Regions from separate parts of the Mus musculus genome. Here region 2 is linked to region 1. The links are chromatin contacts, called in public promoter capture Hi-C maps. All regions are on one chromosome and are shown on one strand. The core of a region is the stretch at or near the end of the contact, and the rest is flanking DNA. Distances in the headings are between cores, read along the strand shown. Region 1 overlaps Gm36752 (a long non-coding RNA gene). Region 2 holds the start of Hpcal1 (hippocalcin-like 1).

Evidence for each region. Promoter capture Hi-C pulls out the DNA fragments that hold promoters and counts their contacts.
Region 2: a promoter capture Hi-C map of liver shows a contact between it and region 1. The contact joins the promoter of Hpcal1 here to the enhancer-like site in region 1. A contact is called at or near these places in 6 of 39 promoter capture datasets (the HPC-7 cell line, cranial neural crest, embryonic stem cells and 3 more), 1 of 115 datasets of contacts at active chromatin or transcription factors (embryonic stem cells) and 1 of 9 other capture datasets (adipose tissue).

The regions. Positions count from the first base shown.
Region 1 is chr12:17,439,058-17,441,919 of GRCm38.p6, forward strand. All of the region lies in intron 1 of Gm36752 (a long non-coding RNA gene), which reads left to right. Among named protein-coding and RNA genes, the nearest start is that of Gm36752, 4.0 kb to the left of the region's middle. Within about 2 kb of position 1,509, at least 37 of the 459 cell types and tissues checked have an H3K27ac peak or open chromatin away from gene starts, as enhancers often do. A contact at or near this core is called in the HPC-7 cell line and liver, where this site is marked.
Region 2 is chr12:17,689,352-17,692,213 of GRCm38.p6, forward strand. Hpcal1 (hippocalcin-like 1) reads left to right here and starts at 1,458. Exons shown (of 5, transcript NM_001361645.1): 1 at 1,458-1,695.

The DNA of each region.
Region 1 (2,862 bases), core at 259-2,758:
TGGGGAGAGCCCCCTTTATTGGGGCACTAGCTGGTGAAGAGTCTCAAGCCTGGATTGTTCCAGTCCTGTGAGCTTCTCACCATGAAGGGAATGAGAGCAAGACACTTTTTGAAGAGTCACTGAAGACATTTCTGCTGAAAAATTGTGATTTCCCCTCAGGGGTTGGCTTTACAAGTGAAGAGCCATTGCCTTTAATGTAACTAAGCAGAGCTCCCTGTTAAAAGAGGTAAGGAGAGAGGCAGGGAATGTGTGTACCATGAGACTGCTATGGCTTGCACCCACATCTCCTCTGAGTGCCCACAGCCTGGGAGTTCTCAGGGCACATTCAGTGCATAGGGCACCATCCTAGAGTGGTCCACCCCACCCCACCCCTACTCTTTAACATCTTAGCTCCGCTCTTGACAGGCCTAGCTCTTGACTTAACCCTCACTTTAGCCACCCCCAGCAATGGCAGGTTCCCAGAAGAACACTGAGTGCTTGACTCCTGGCCAGGTGATACTAGGTGACCACGGTGATAATGGGCAAAGGCCAGGAGCAGAACATGTATGTCCCCTTCCTGGGGAGCGGAAGCCATCAACCTGCCTGAGTTAGGTGAGGGCTACCAACTATTCAGGCAAGGGTTCCCGGTAACCATGGCGATACCATTGGAAACGCTGCCATGCCATCCTGTGCCCTCACCCGCAGAACCCCAAGGACCGTGATGACCACACACACTCTAGGGCAATGAGCAGGTTTATACCAGGGTTTGCATTTAACTGAGGGGACAGAGGTAGCAGTGGGGTATATCAGAGGAGAAGAGATGGGATGCCCATCTGGATATTATTCTTATCCTTCCTGCCAGGGCCCCAGTCAGGCACATGACATCGGTGGACTTGGAAATATTGATAGAGAATGGAGCTGAGGAAGTGGGACAGTGAGAACGTTCCACAGGGCTTGGGGCAAAAGCTGTTGCTCCTGGTAGGCCTTCAGAGCTAAAGGCGCGTGCAGGGGAATCCCATGGGTGGATCTGTGGGTTTCTAGGCACTTGGGAAAAGAAAGAGGAGGCTGAAGCCCAAGCAAACACAACAGGATCCTCCCGGGGTCTTGATTTCATTGGGAGCAAAGGGAGTGAGCACCCTTTGGGGACTGAGTGGCCTCCAATCTGCTCTATTCTGGTACCGTTTTTAAATTTTAATTAATTAATTAATTGCCCAGAAAGCAAGCTAGGAGACCCCAGGCTTCCTGCCAGCTGCAGCCTTTTCCTGTAGAAGCCCTGGAGGCACTGGGCCCCAGATCTGGAGTGTGGCCGGCTCCTCCCGGATGTATTTGTAGAAGTGCTCGCCAGCACGCCCCATTTGGAAATGTCTTAAGATAGGAAACACAGTTGTCCCCGATGAGCAGGCTAGGTGACAGGGGAGGCTGCAAAACAAAATCATTTCCTCTGAGGATGCCAAGTTGAGGGGGGGAGGTCCTGCCGGTACTGCCTTTGCACATCCTGCAGTAATGACTCAACTTGAATTTCCCTTCTGGCTCTTAAGTGGTTTCCATGCAAAAGGCCAGTGCCCGAAGGAGTCACATCTGCAGGTCCAGGGAGAGCCAGGCAGCAGAGCCAGCCTCCCGCTCCACTGCCATACTCGTCTGTTTGGCACCTGGGCCCAGCTCCACTTCGCACGGTGAATCATGATGAAAACTTGAGAAAGGGTTTATTGGGGTCACTGTTAGGGAAGTCAGTGCATCGTGGAGGGGTACTCCTGAGGCACCAGATCCCATTGCATTTGCAGTCAAGCAGAGAGGTGGACGCTAGCACTCAGCTCTCCTTGTCCTTTGGATTCAGTGCAGGACCCCAGCCAGGGAATAGTGCTGCCCACAGTGTGGGTGCATCTTCCCACCACAACCATCCCATCTAGAAACTCTCTCAGGCATATGCAGAAGTCTCTCTCCTACATTCTAGACTCTCACATTGACAAAATAACCACCATTTGGGGTATGTGTCATACGACCTTTTAAACATTTTTTTAAAAGATTTTTAAAATGTTATATGTATGGGACTGGAGAGATGGCTCAGCACTTAGAGCACTGGCTGCTCTTCCAGAGGACCCAGGTTCTATTATCAGCACCCACATGGCAGCTCACAACTGTCTGTAACTCCAGTTCCAGAGAATCCGACACCATCATGCAGACATAAAGACATATATGCACAAAACCCCAATGCACATGAAATGAAAATAAATCTAAATTTGTGTGTGTGTGTGTGTGTGTGTGTGTGTATGTAAGTATGCATGTGTGCAGGTGCCTGAGGAGGCTAGAAGAGGGTTACTTGCAGTTGTGAGCTGCCCCATGTGGGTAATGAGAACTGAACTTGGGTCCTTCTGGAACACAAGCTCCTTTCACTGCAAAGCCATTGTCTCTAGCCCTTACTTGAACCCTCTTTTAAACATGAAATTCAGTGGCACTAAGTATGTGCCACTGTGTGGCATCTCCACTGTACTCCTCCAAAGCTTCGTTACTGCCCTGCTGACACCCTGTGCCCCTTGACTGCTAATCTGGCCAGCTGCTGTCGACCTTTGCTCTAGTTGCTGACTGTGAAGTTGCCTCATCGCATGGGCTCGTCCAGTCCTGACCTTTTGTGTCTAGCTCATTTCATTTACCATGTGGTGTTCAAGGTTGATCTCCGCGGTAGCATGCTAGCATGCCCCTCTTTCTTGTGACTGAGTAATAATCCTGTTTGCTCGAACACACCACATTCTGCCCATCTGTCCCTTTGTTACTGCAGAGACTGGCTCGATCCCGATCCCTGCTGTTTAGCATGCATTATGCAGCTGTGAACACTGTTCAACTATGTAAGGAGTTACAATGCCCCCCCCATCATTGTAAACAAAGATT
Region 2 (2,862 bases), core at 208-2,707, 250 kb after region 1:
GACCACAGAACAAAGCAACCCGCCCTAGCTAACAGGATATCTGAAGGCTTCTGCCTCAGCCATCCACTTTCTGGGAACCTCCTACCTGTAACCCTAGATACCTGTGTGGTGCTGTGCTACAGAAAGGGGCAGACTGACCTCCCGTGGGGTCTTTACTGAGAAGGAAGCGATCATGGCCAGAGAGACCCAAAGGTTAGCCCTCGAAATCAGTCAGGTGGTGCGCTGTTAACTCTCACAGCTGTCATTCCCTTGAGCCCTCTGGGTTTAGTTTTGCCTTTCTGCACCAGAGGCAGGGAGGAGTGGAGAAGGCCCCAGAGCTCCACCTCCGAGCTGCTCTACTACAGGTACCCCTGGCAGCCTCCTGAATAGTAGGAGTTCACTCACATGTTTTTGTGGAGGAGGATTTGAAGGAGGGATTTGAGTTTTTCCCTAGAGACGCCAGAGAGACAGTTTCATCTCTGCACAACAGGCTCGCCCAGCTCCTCATATAAGCTGTTTCTGTGGTTACCTGTCTTCTGGGATATTTGCAGTGGGTGGGCATGGCAGGTGCGATCTGCCAGAGTATGCTGGGAGTCTGAAGGAAGCACCACTGGGACCCACAAGGCCAGATGTCCCTATTATGGGAGATGTCAACCAAGCCCCCGCCTCCTCACCAGGAAACTGAAACCACACTGAATGTCAGGGAGGCAAAGACCCCAAGAAGGATTCTGGATCTCCTCGTTGTCCAGTTTATTGGTGAGGAAACCGAGGCTGAGGGAATCCAAGGGTTTTCTTGGCAAGATGGCTGGATGAGTTAGCAGAAGTAATTACAGCTGGAACGTAGGTCTTCCACCTCCAGGCCAAGCTCTTCTCTTAAACCACGCGCAGGAAAGTGGGTGACAGATGCACACGGGACTGATGTGGAGAGGGAGGAGATCCTTGCAGGCATCCCAGATGGTCCTGGGGAGCCTAGGGCAACTCAAGCCTCTTTTCCACTTCCCTGGCCATTGGGACTGTACTTCCTTCCAAGTACGGCGGGGGCGGGGGCGGGGGCGGGGTGGGTGGGTGCTGGCGTAAGGCCGGCCCTTTTGGGCACCGCCTCTCGGCCTCTCCCCACCCGCAGGCCAGAGGCCAAGGGTTAGGGAGGTGGGGCCAGTGCTCGGCCCCTCCCCTGCTCTCCTTCCCCTTCCACCCCCCCAGAGTCTCCCCGTCCCGAGTCCCAGTGGCCTTAACACCCATCGTATCCTCTGCTGCGCTGAGAATCTGCGAGTGATCAGGGAGCTATATGGACCAGAGTGGGCGCACCGAGGGTCCAGCAGCGGGTGTGGCAAAGGGCGGGGGCGTGACCAGGCTGCGGCTGAGGCGGGGCTAAGACTGGGGGCGTGGTCGAAGCAGGAGGCGGGTCCGTTGGAAACTTGAGTGCCCGCCCTTGCGATGCGCCCCGCCCCGGCCTCCGCCTCCGGGTCCCGCCTTCTCTTCCCTTCCTTCCCGGGCTGGCGGCGGCTGCGGGTGGTGGACCTGCAGAGCGGCCGTCGCCCACACCTCGCTCTCTCCTGGGCCGGCGGATCCTTTTGTCTCTCCGAGCGGCGAAGGTCGCAGAGCAGGCGCGGCGGCTGCGGGAGCGCAAACGCCCGCTCTCTCGGTCACCTCCCCAGCCTCGGCCACCGCAGAACTTGGGCTCGAGAAGCCAGCGGACCGCGTCCAGCTCCAGAGCCGGTAGGAAAGGGGAAACTGCGGGACTGCGGGGTTGCATGGAGGGAGCGTGTGTGACCCGCTCGCTGCGACCCGGCTGTGAGTGAACGGGTGTGTGTGCGCCGGTACTGATGGTGCCTGTTTCTCTGCGTAGTGGGCTTGCAGCTGACCGCGGACGGTGGCGTGGCTCTAGAATGGCGTGTCCTCGTGGGGATCGTTGCGCTCGATGGGATGTGCACTTTTCAGACTACGTTTGTGGAATTGTGTGTCAGGGCACAGTTGCCGGTGGGGATGGGGACTAGTGCTGGCGGGGTCGAGGGGGGAGCCGCTGTGCGCAGAGTGGGGGTGGCGGGGTGGGCGTGGGCGGTCTGCCCGGGCAAGCTGAGCCCCCGGTTGGTGTCGCTCCGCGCAGTGCGTAGCTCAGGAACCTGAGGGTACGACTAGAATCCGATGGGCAAAGTGCCTGCCTGGTGGCAGCGGGCGTTGACACCCCTCACGGGGTGGGGTGGGGGCGGCAGGTCCACAAGGTTCACTTGGATAATTGTGAGCTTTGATGAGGGATGGGGACCCGCTTGGCTGTGTTCAGCTCTGGGACAGTGGGAAAGACCAACCCAGCCCTGGCCTCGCCGTGACCCGCCCTGAGACCTGAGCCTGACTGAGATGGGCCACCTTTTTGAGTCGCAGTTGGCGTCTGTATCAAGTGAGGGCGGCCCCTCAGGGGCTATCTTGACAGTGTGAGAACGTACTACACGTAGTTCTTGACCCAGAGTCTTGCGCACAGTAGGTGCTCTTCATTGGATTCTCATCTCTTTAAATCTTTTTCTGCCTTTATTGAGGATGACGCTCTCATTTCCTCCTATACGGTGGTTTGTGCCTCCTTCCTTGATCTAACTTCACAGCGAAAGCTTGGAGAGATTGAGAAAGTTTAGGCGGCTGGGTGCGTTGCCTTCTCTCCGCACCTTACTGGCTGCTTGACACGGCCTTCGGGTGTGCGGGGAGCTCGCAGCGTAGGGCGCTAGCCCGGAAGGCTCCTGCGCCCCGGCAGCGTTCCGGAAGGCTGCGACTACAGACTCGCGAGCCCTTTTGTTCAACAAGTGCTTGGAGGATGTCGATCTGGAATTAGAGTTGCGTTGAGAAAGTGGCCGGCTCTGTAGACTGGCAGTCTGGGGTTTCAGGAACCTTTCTTCCCGG